Linked DNA regions of Rattus norvegicus: region 1 is linked to region 2. Evidence: chromatin contacts called from public Hi-C data. All regions are on one chromosome and are shown on one strand. Each heading gives the region's core, a stretch centred on a gene start, on an enhancer-like site or on the middle of the called end of the contact. The rest is flanking DNA. Distances are from core to core; before and after follow the strand shown.

Region 1 (3,423 bases), core at 537-3,036, 300 kb after region 2:
AGGTGTTCACAGGTCTTGGCCCATATGCTCGGAAATGGGTTGGGTGTTCGCTGGCACGGGCCCTGCTTACACCTGCCTCTCCAAGGGACTCGTGGATTTCATTACCTCTGTAAATATGAAAAAGTACAGACGGACTTTTCAGACTGTCGACTTCCTCTGGGGGAGGGCTCAACATCAAAGCAACTATTTCTACAAACATTTAAAACATCTCCCTCCTTCCTGCCTGCCTCCCCCCCCCCCACCCTCCTTCACAAACACTAAACACACCCAATTTTCCAGGCATCTATGGCTCAACGGCACTCCTTTCCCTAGCAAGGCCCACATTACTGCCATGATTTATGGCTCGTGAATAATTAGGAGCCTGTGTGATGGTCTGGGGTTGAGATCAAAAGAACCATGTGTCAGAGGAAGGGAGGGGCTGCTGGAGCAGGAGGAAGACTGGGGTGTTTGTAATCCTAACCAGAGAGAAGCGCTCCGTGGCTTAATTGGGAAAAGGCTCAGGGTCTGAAGAAACAGTGAAAGCTGTGCTGGTCTAGGGAAAGAATCTGTGTAGTTTGCAAATCAACAATATGGAGCGATAGGTGAACCCGCGGGGACGGGGCTGGCGGGTTGGTGGCTTTGCACTAGAACTCAAAGGTCTGAGGGGAAAAAAAGTGGACCATGTTTTTGAGAAACGAGGAAAACAAAACAAAACAAAACAAAAGGCTCTAATGGGTTCACTTTGGAGAGTTCTGGAATGTTTCTTTTTCCCCTCTAATTCAGAGAAAATGTCTAGGGAAGGGATGCAGTGCTTCAGTCTGTCTCCTTGGTCCCAGTTATTTCCTGTCCCTCCTGGTAGCTACTCACAGAGAAGAAGGACTTCGTGGTGGAGATACACAGTCAAGTCACAGTGGTCGGGCCTGGACTGGACTGTGGCTCTGCACAGGGCAGGGGTCGGGAGACGGGGTGGGGGTGGGGGTGGGGGATCCAGCTCAGTCCCAGACCTCAGAGGGTTTTTGTGCTGTGGATTTACGACTTTCTATAAATCACACAGGGAGCAATGGAAACCGGCCTTATAGGGCAACCCCTGTCTCAATTTTGGCGTGTTTTTTTTTTTTTTTTTTTTTAAAACAAGCTGTGTGGCCTTAGGGTAGATGCCTGGGTCTCAGTTTCCTTATCTGCCAAATGACTTTGACTGATTTGGGTGAACTCTGAGCTACTGTTCAGACCTAAAATACTACAGATTTCCCTTGCTGGGCCCTTGAACTTGTATGCTCCCTCTCTGGGTGCAAGTGCTACTCAATTTGCTTTCCTTTGGGGAGGGGGAATGTGGAACCAGAATACCGCTGGGAGGCATTTATACATGAACTATTCAGTTCTACAAGAAGAGCAACTGGCATCCCAGGACACAGTGGGCAGATTGTGGGAACCCAACTAAAAGGACATTCCTCCTCCCCCGTTCTCATAGAGTAAACACACAGCTCTCACCTTGCAAAACCAGAGGATGAGTGGGCCGGAGGAGCACAAAGAAAACCCCTTTCTGTGTGTGTGGGGAAAAAGACATTCCCCCCTCCCCAAACAAACAAATAAAAAACAAAAGCAAAAAAAAAAAACAAAACAAAACAAAAAAAACCCAGCAAGCCACACAGACGATGACTGCCATCCTCGGGAAAATTTCCATTGTGATCCACAGTGCTGCAGAAAATCGAGGTGCCCACGACACTTATGCTGGCACCCTTAGGGGCTGGCCCTGTGGGCTCTGGCTGCTGGGCCTGGCTCCTCTGAGGTGGTCAGTATACCATGCTGCCATCTAGTGTACGCTCAGGAATTCCATGGCTCGCGTGAGGGATGCAGATTGAATCCAGACACCGGAAGTCCGGAGGAGGCTTCTTCAGGGCTACATGGAGGGACCACTGCGGTCTCTCCGCTCTAGTGGGTCTACTTAAAGTTAAGCTCACCATTGGCCTAGATGTGGTCTTTTTTTTTTACCGTGCACAAAAGAACCCTGAAAACCCCGAATTCTCCCAGGTCTTTTCCATGAGTCCTTCCACACCGTCTCTTGGAGAAATGAAAAGTTGAATTCAAAGTAATAAAAAAAAAATTAAAAACAAAACAAAACAAAACAAAACAAAAAAAAAAAAAAACCCTCACAACTATTCGGTGGCAAGCCAGCAGTTATATCATCCACTGGGTTCGTCATCGGGGAGTGGGAACCTGGAGAAGTTTTCTTTGTAAATGATACAGGGGTATTTAATTTCAAAGTCATCGAAAGGTGCTATTTCAGGATTGACACGCCACCACAGCCATGTATCCCTGAATGTCTCTTCAGAACGCGGGGCCAAACAATGAAAACACGCTCTTGATAAGGCGTGTAATGGGCAGAATTATGCTAATCGAGGGGAACCTTACAGGGTGAGTAATTTAGTAACCCCTTTCTGAGCACAAGAGCTTATTTTAAAGTTCTAAATGGCACCATAAAAGTAGTCAGGCATATATCTCCATACTGATACTGGATAATAAACACAGTCGGAGTCTAAAGTACCTTGAGCGACACCCCTCCGTGCTTATCAGCCTGTGCTTCCCCACTAATCACTGGAGCCTAAACGTTAATACTCAAGGCTTTGTTTACCTAACACTTTGTCAAGTCCAATACATCTTGGTTCCTTACCTTTCCCACAAAGGCAGAAGGAAGCTTGAAACCATTCTCCCCCCCCCCCCTCCAACAGTGAGTTCTTTTATGACAGCGGGAGTCTGTTGAGGTGTTGCTTCCAACTCTGAAACACGTTGGAATCTAGCAGATGAGAAGGCAGTGCAGTGTACCCGGCAACATGCCAACCATGACATTCAGTGCCTAAAACGGATGATGGATGGTCCTAGGAACCTCCTTGTCCCCTTGACTGACACCGTAATGAGCAGGTATTACAGCTTCATAGTAATGAATTTGTATCGCTAAAATATTATCACTTAACCATTTGGGGTTCGCCAAAGATTATTTTCCTTAGAGCAGTTAACAATGGGAAGAGATTGAGATTCATTCTTTTTTTTTTTTCTCTCTGTCAAAAAGTCTTGTTAGACTCTGTTAGGGGCTCTCCTGCAAACTTCATTTGGGCTTTCCTGTACTTGAGCCCGCAAAGGGAATGGCAGAATTAGAAACAGATTTTTTTTTTTTTTTGGTTCTTTTTTTCGGAGCTGGGGACCGAACCCAGGGCCTTGCGCTTCCTAGGCAAGCGCTCTACCACTGAGCTAAATCCCCAACCCCCAGATATTTGTAATACTCTTGATAAACTCTCTATTGGATGTGTAGGGAACAGGCTAAATCCACACATCAGCCCTTCTGGAAGAGAACGCTCAAATGGGTGAATAGGAAAGAGAACCATGGGATGAGGACAATGTCCCTTCTACAACTTAGTCAAGGTGGTCTTCATAGTCTCCAAATGGAAGGGA
Region 2 (3,645 bases), core at 510-3,009:
GCCCTAACCTTTTTTCATTCTGATCCCCAAACTACAGGTTGTCTTTTCAAAAGAAACTCCTTTTCAAAGGTACTCAAATGAAAAATTTGGGGGCAACATTTACAATTTGAGAGGGGAAAAAAAAGTAATTCAGACTAAAGTGTGTAGCCAAACTCCTTAATCGTGATGCATTTGCCCAGTTCTTCCCTTCCATCGTCGGGCCTGCTCTCGTGCCATATGGCCTACCATGGAACATTTAACTTGTCAGATATAATGGATTGTCCTGGAAGCAGATTTTTGCTTTGAGCACTCAGCTCCTTTCTTGCGTCTCACTCTCGGCTCCAGGCTGCAGGATGAACGATGGCGGTGGAAAAGCGAAGAGGAGACACACAGTTGATTCCCCCGAAGAGGGTGACCTGTGTGGCACAGAATTTTACCCATGTAAAGAGGCATTATCCCCGTCACTGGCCTTGGCGGGCTGCATGTCAGAATCATTTAAATCTGCCTGGACTTAACAGATTGTGCAAACAGTTCGGAATTGAGTGCTTAGGAATAACAAAACCTCGTCATTTTAACTTATGCAGAAATGGAGGAGCCACATCAGCTAAAGGGCGCATATCATTTACCACGACCTATGTGTCACCAAAGCCACCTGGTTTGTAGACAACGTGGACCCAGTTCATCTCTCAAGTCTGAGAGATTTGATTTTTTTAAAAAAGGAATCACTTGATGGCTATGCCTCAGAGCTCCACTGCTTTTGTTTGAGCGGTAGGGCTTAGGTTGAAATGGCCATTGATGGGGGGGGGTAGATAAACAAAGTGAAATTATCCAGCCTTGCTTCCAGTTTGAGAGTTATTTGACAAACGTCCCTTTATTGTAACCTATTTGAAAGGAGAAGCTACTCTTGTGCGGGTTATTTAATCTTTTTATCCGAAAAGAAAAACGGTGTTGGATTCGACATTTCTCTTTATTTGGTACTTTCTCCCCCCCCCCCCCTCCATTTTAAAATTGTTCTGTTGTTTCAAAAAATGTTGGGAGAGATGGGTGGGTGGTCTTCACATTTTGGGGGGAAGACTCTTAAATAAACAACGCCTGTCGATTGATCCATACATACGTATAGCTGGGAGCACCTTTTCTGGAATAACTTTTTGTAACCCCAAAGCAAGAAAAATACAGAAGCTTCAAGCAGACAGTTTGGCACTAACCGATGGAACACCAAACATGGAAAAACAATAAGGGGTGTGCGCATGTGGATTTAGACATGAAATGCTATGTACTTGGGTGGCTGGTAAGCCACGAAGATGAATGGTTTTGTGTGGAACATATGGCTAGACGCACACTAAGAGAGATGCTATTTCAAAGAGTGACTTAATATAAATCACACACACACACACACGCGCACACACACACACACACACGCTGCACGCTAGAAATTTAGCATTTACTTTACTTCTAAAAATACACGTATTGTAGAGAATTCCTAATATAGGCCGCACAGGCCTATTAAAACCACAGTAGTCTTGGGAAGAAACATAAGCTCGCTTGTACGCAAAGAAATTTACCTCTTTTTACAGAACAGCTCTCCTACAGCAGCCAAGAAGCCCTTATTAAAGTCGCTGTTAAATAATAATGTACTTGTGTTTCTTAGTAATCCTAAATTGAGATTACTTTTGTGACTAGCTCTCTAGCCCCTCTTTTAAATTCGGTCAGGTTTTAAGGCTTTAAATAGGTTTGGGGAGTGCCTGCCTAGCCTGAGGCTGCTGTGTTGGGACATGTGCGCCCTCTGCTGGCCACTCCTGTTGGGACCGACTCCGAACGGAGGCTTCTTAATCTCTTTTACTCTCAAGGTATTGAGGGGTGCCATGGGGGCAGGGGTTGTTGGGTTTCCTTTGGATTTCATCTTTAGACATCAATCAAATATTTTCTGAAACTATGAAGTCACTTAAGATTGAGTCCGGTCACTGATTTATTCATCGGAATGGGAACATAAGTTCCAGTGTGGGTGTAGTCTTGCCATCTTAAAAGGACTTACTGACGGCTCAAAGGGCACATAAGGTGTGCAGTGCTCTTAGCCATACAGTCTTTGCTGTTCTCGGCCTGCTTCTGTCTGCGACGAAGCCTAGTTTGTCTGAGTTGGGAATAGAATTTCACGGGGTGAACCCTGGGAGTCAGACTGTGGGGTAACCCTAGAAGAGGGCTCCCTGCTGGGGTGTGTAGTTCTCCCTTGCTTCTAGGAAAATGAGCCCATGTTGCTTTACATCCCAAGGGCATTTTGAGTCTCCTTAGAAATCTGAATGAGCCACCGTCACCTGCAGCCAGTGAGAAAGGTTGTCTGAATGGAGCCACTCTTTCTTTGCCTGGCTTTTCCTACTGTCTTAAGGCCTGCGGGATGGTGATAGAACAGACAATTCTTGACCCCAGGCCACGGTATGAAACCATTCAAGGGCAGCTAAGAAGATGCTACCTCTCTGTACTGCATGGTGGACAGCGCCCTTGGGAGAGAGTATCATTCCCGGCAGTGGGAGAGAGGGGACTCTGTCTAAAGAATGAGCTCTTCTTCAAAAAGCAGTGATGCCTGTTGGGTCACTCCATTACATATTCTATAGTAACTATATTTGTGTAAGTAATTACTATATATCTCTGAGATTATGGATTGAGTCAGCCCCTTAATGGTGGTAGATGAAACTTCAGGACGTTGAATTTTTTGGGGGATTGCATTGCAAATTTCTCTTTATTTGTAAGTAAATCCTAACCCCAGTTCCCAGGCCAGCCCCTCCAGACATGGAACCATCGAAGAACTTAGACCACGAAGGGACAACATAACCTGTAAAGGCTCTTTTGGTGGCCTGTCATCCCAGGTTTGCGTTCCAGTGACTTTAACATTAATTCTCCATACATCATATAAGCGTCATTCTTAAAATGTTATTTTGATTCATTTGACATCGCCAAATAACCGTATCCTAACGTGTAGTCCTCATCACAACCTAACACCTCTCATGGAGGGGCAAGTGGCTCTCTCTTGTCACCATGGTCTTCAATGAGGTTTTGCTAGGTTTTCTTGCTAGTTACCCCCTTGAGAGTGACGGAGCCTCCAGCTTCTGGCACACGGCATGCACAAGTACTCTAAAAAATATCTTTCTTTACATGGTTCAGATTCAGTCCAAAAACATTCAGATGATAAATTTTGCAGGTTCTAGCCCTGGAGACTGCTGTCCGTAAACACTGACACATTTCGTTTCCGGAGTGCTTTGGATAAGATGAAGTCATGTTTCTGGCCCCTCCCCTACTCTGCATCCTTCCCCTGATCGCCGCTCCCTCTCCTCCTTTCTCTGCCATCCTGTGCTCCTGACTTCCTCCCTTGGCCAAATCCTTCTGCAAACAGGACATTTCCCTTAAATATCACATTGTCAGAATAGATGCTTTGTGTTGTCAGATCTTACGCCTCAAGTTCACTCAACTGTCGCTAATGTCATGTGGTAGCTGGCCCCATCTACCCAAGAGTGTGGCTATTTTCTCCATTTTCTTGGTCTTGAAAAGGTAACAGGGTGTCACTCTTCTTTCTTTCTAACGGTTGGCTATCTCCCTACTCTTTGTCCGCTCTATAGATAATCTGGAATACATCTTGAATTCAGATTATTTTTCCCAATTTCTCAACAAAATCCAGAT

The links. Hi-C and Micro-C count contacts between places; a contact is called where the count stands out from the background.
Region 1: a Hi-C map of the A7r5 cell line shows a contact between it and region 2, with 5 times the contacts expected there. The contact joins two enhancer-like sites. A contact is called at or near these places in 4 of 12 Hi-C or Micro-C datasets (the A7r5 cell line, the Rat2 cell line, frontal cortex and 1 more).

What each region holds. Positions count from the first base shown.
Region 1 is chr18:65,677,200-65,680,622 of GRCr8, forward strand. No RefSeq gene overlaps it. Among named protein-coding and RNA genes, the nearest start is that of Ccdc68, 140 kb to the right of the region's middle. Within about 2 kb of position 1,787, at least 17 of the 93 cell types and tissues checked have an H3K27ac peak or open chromatin away from gene starts, as enhancers often do.
Region 2 is chr18:65,378,197-65,381,841 of GRCr8, forward strand. All of the region lies in intron 4 of Tcf4 (transcription factor 4), which reads left to right. Among named protein-coding and RNA genes, the nearest start is that of Tcf4, 160 kb to the left of the region's middle. Within about 2 kb of position 1,760, at least 14 of the 93 cell types and tissues checked have an H3K27ac peak or open chromatin away from gene starts, as enhancers often do.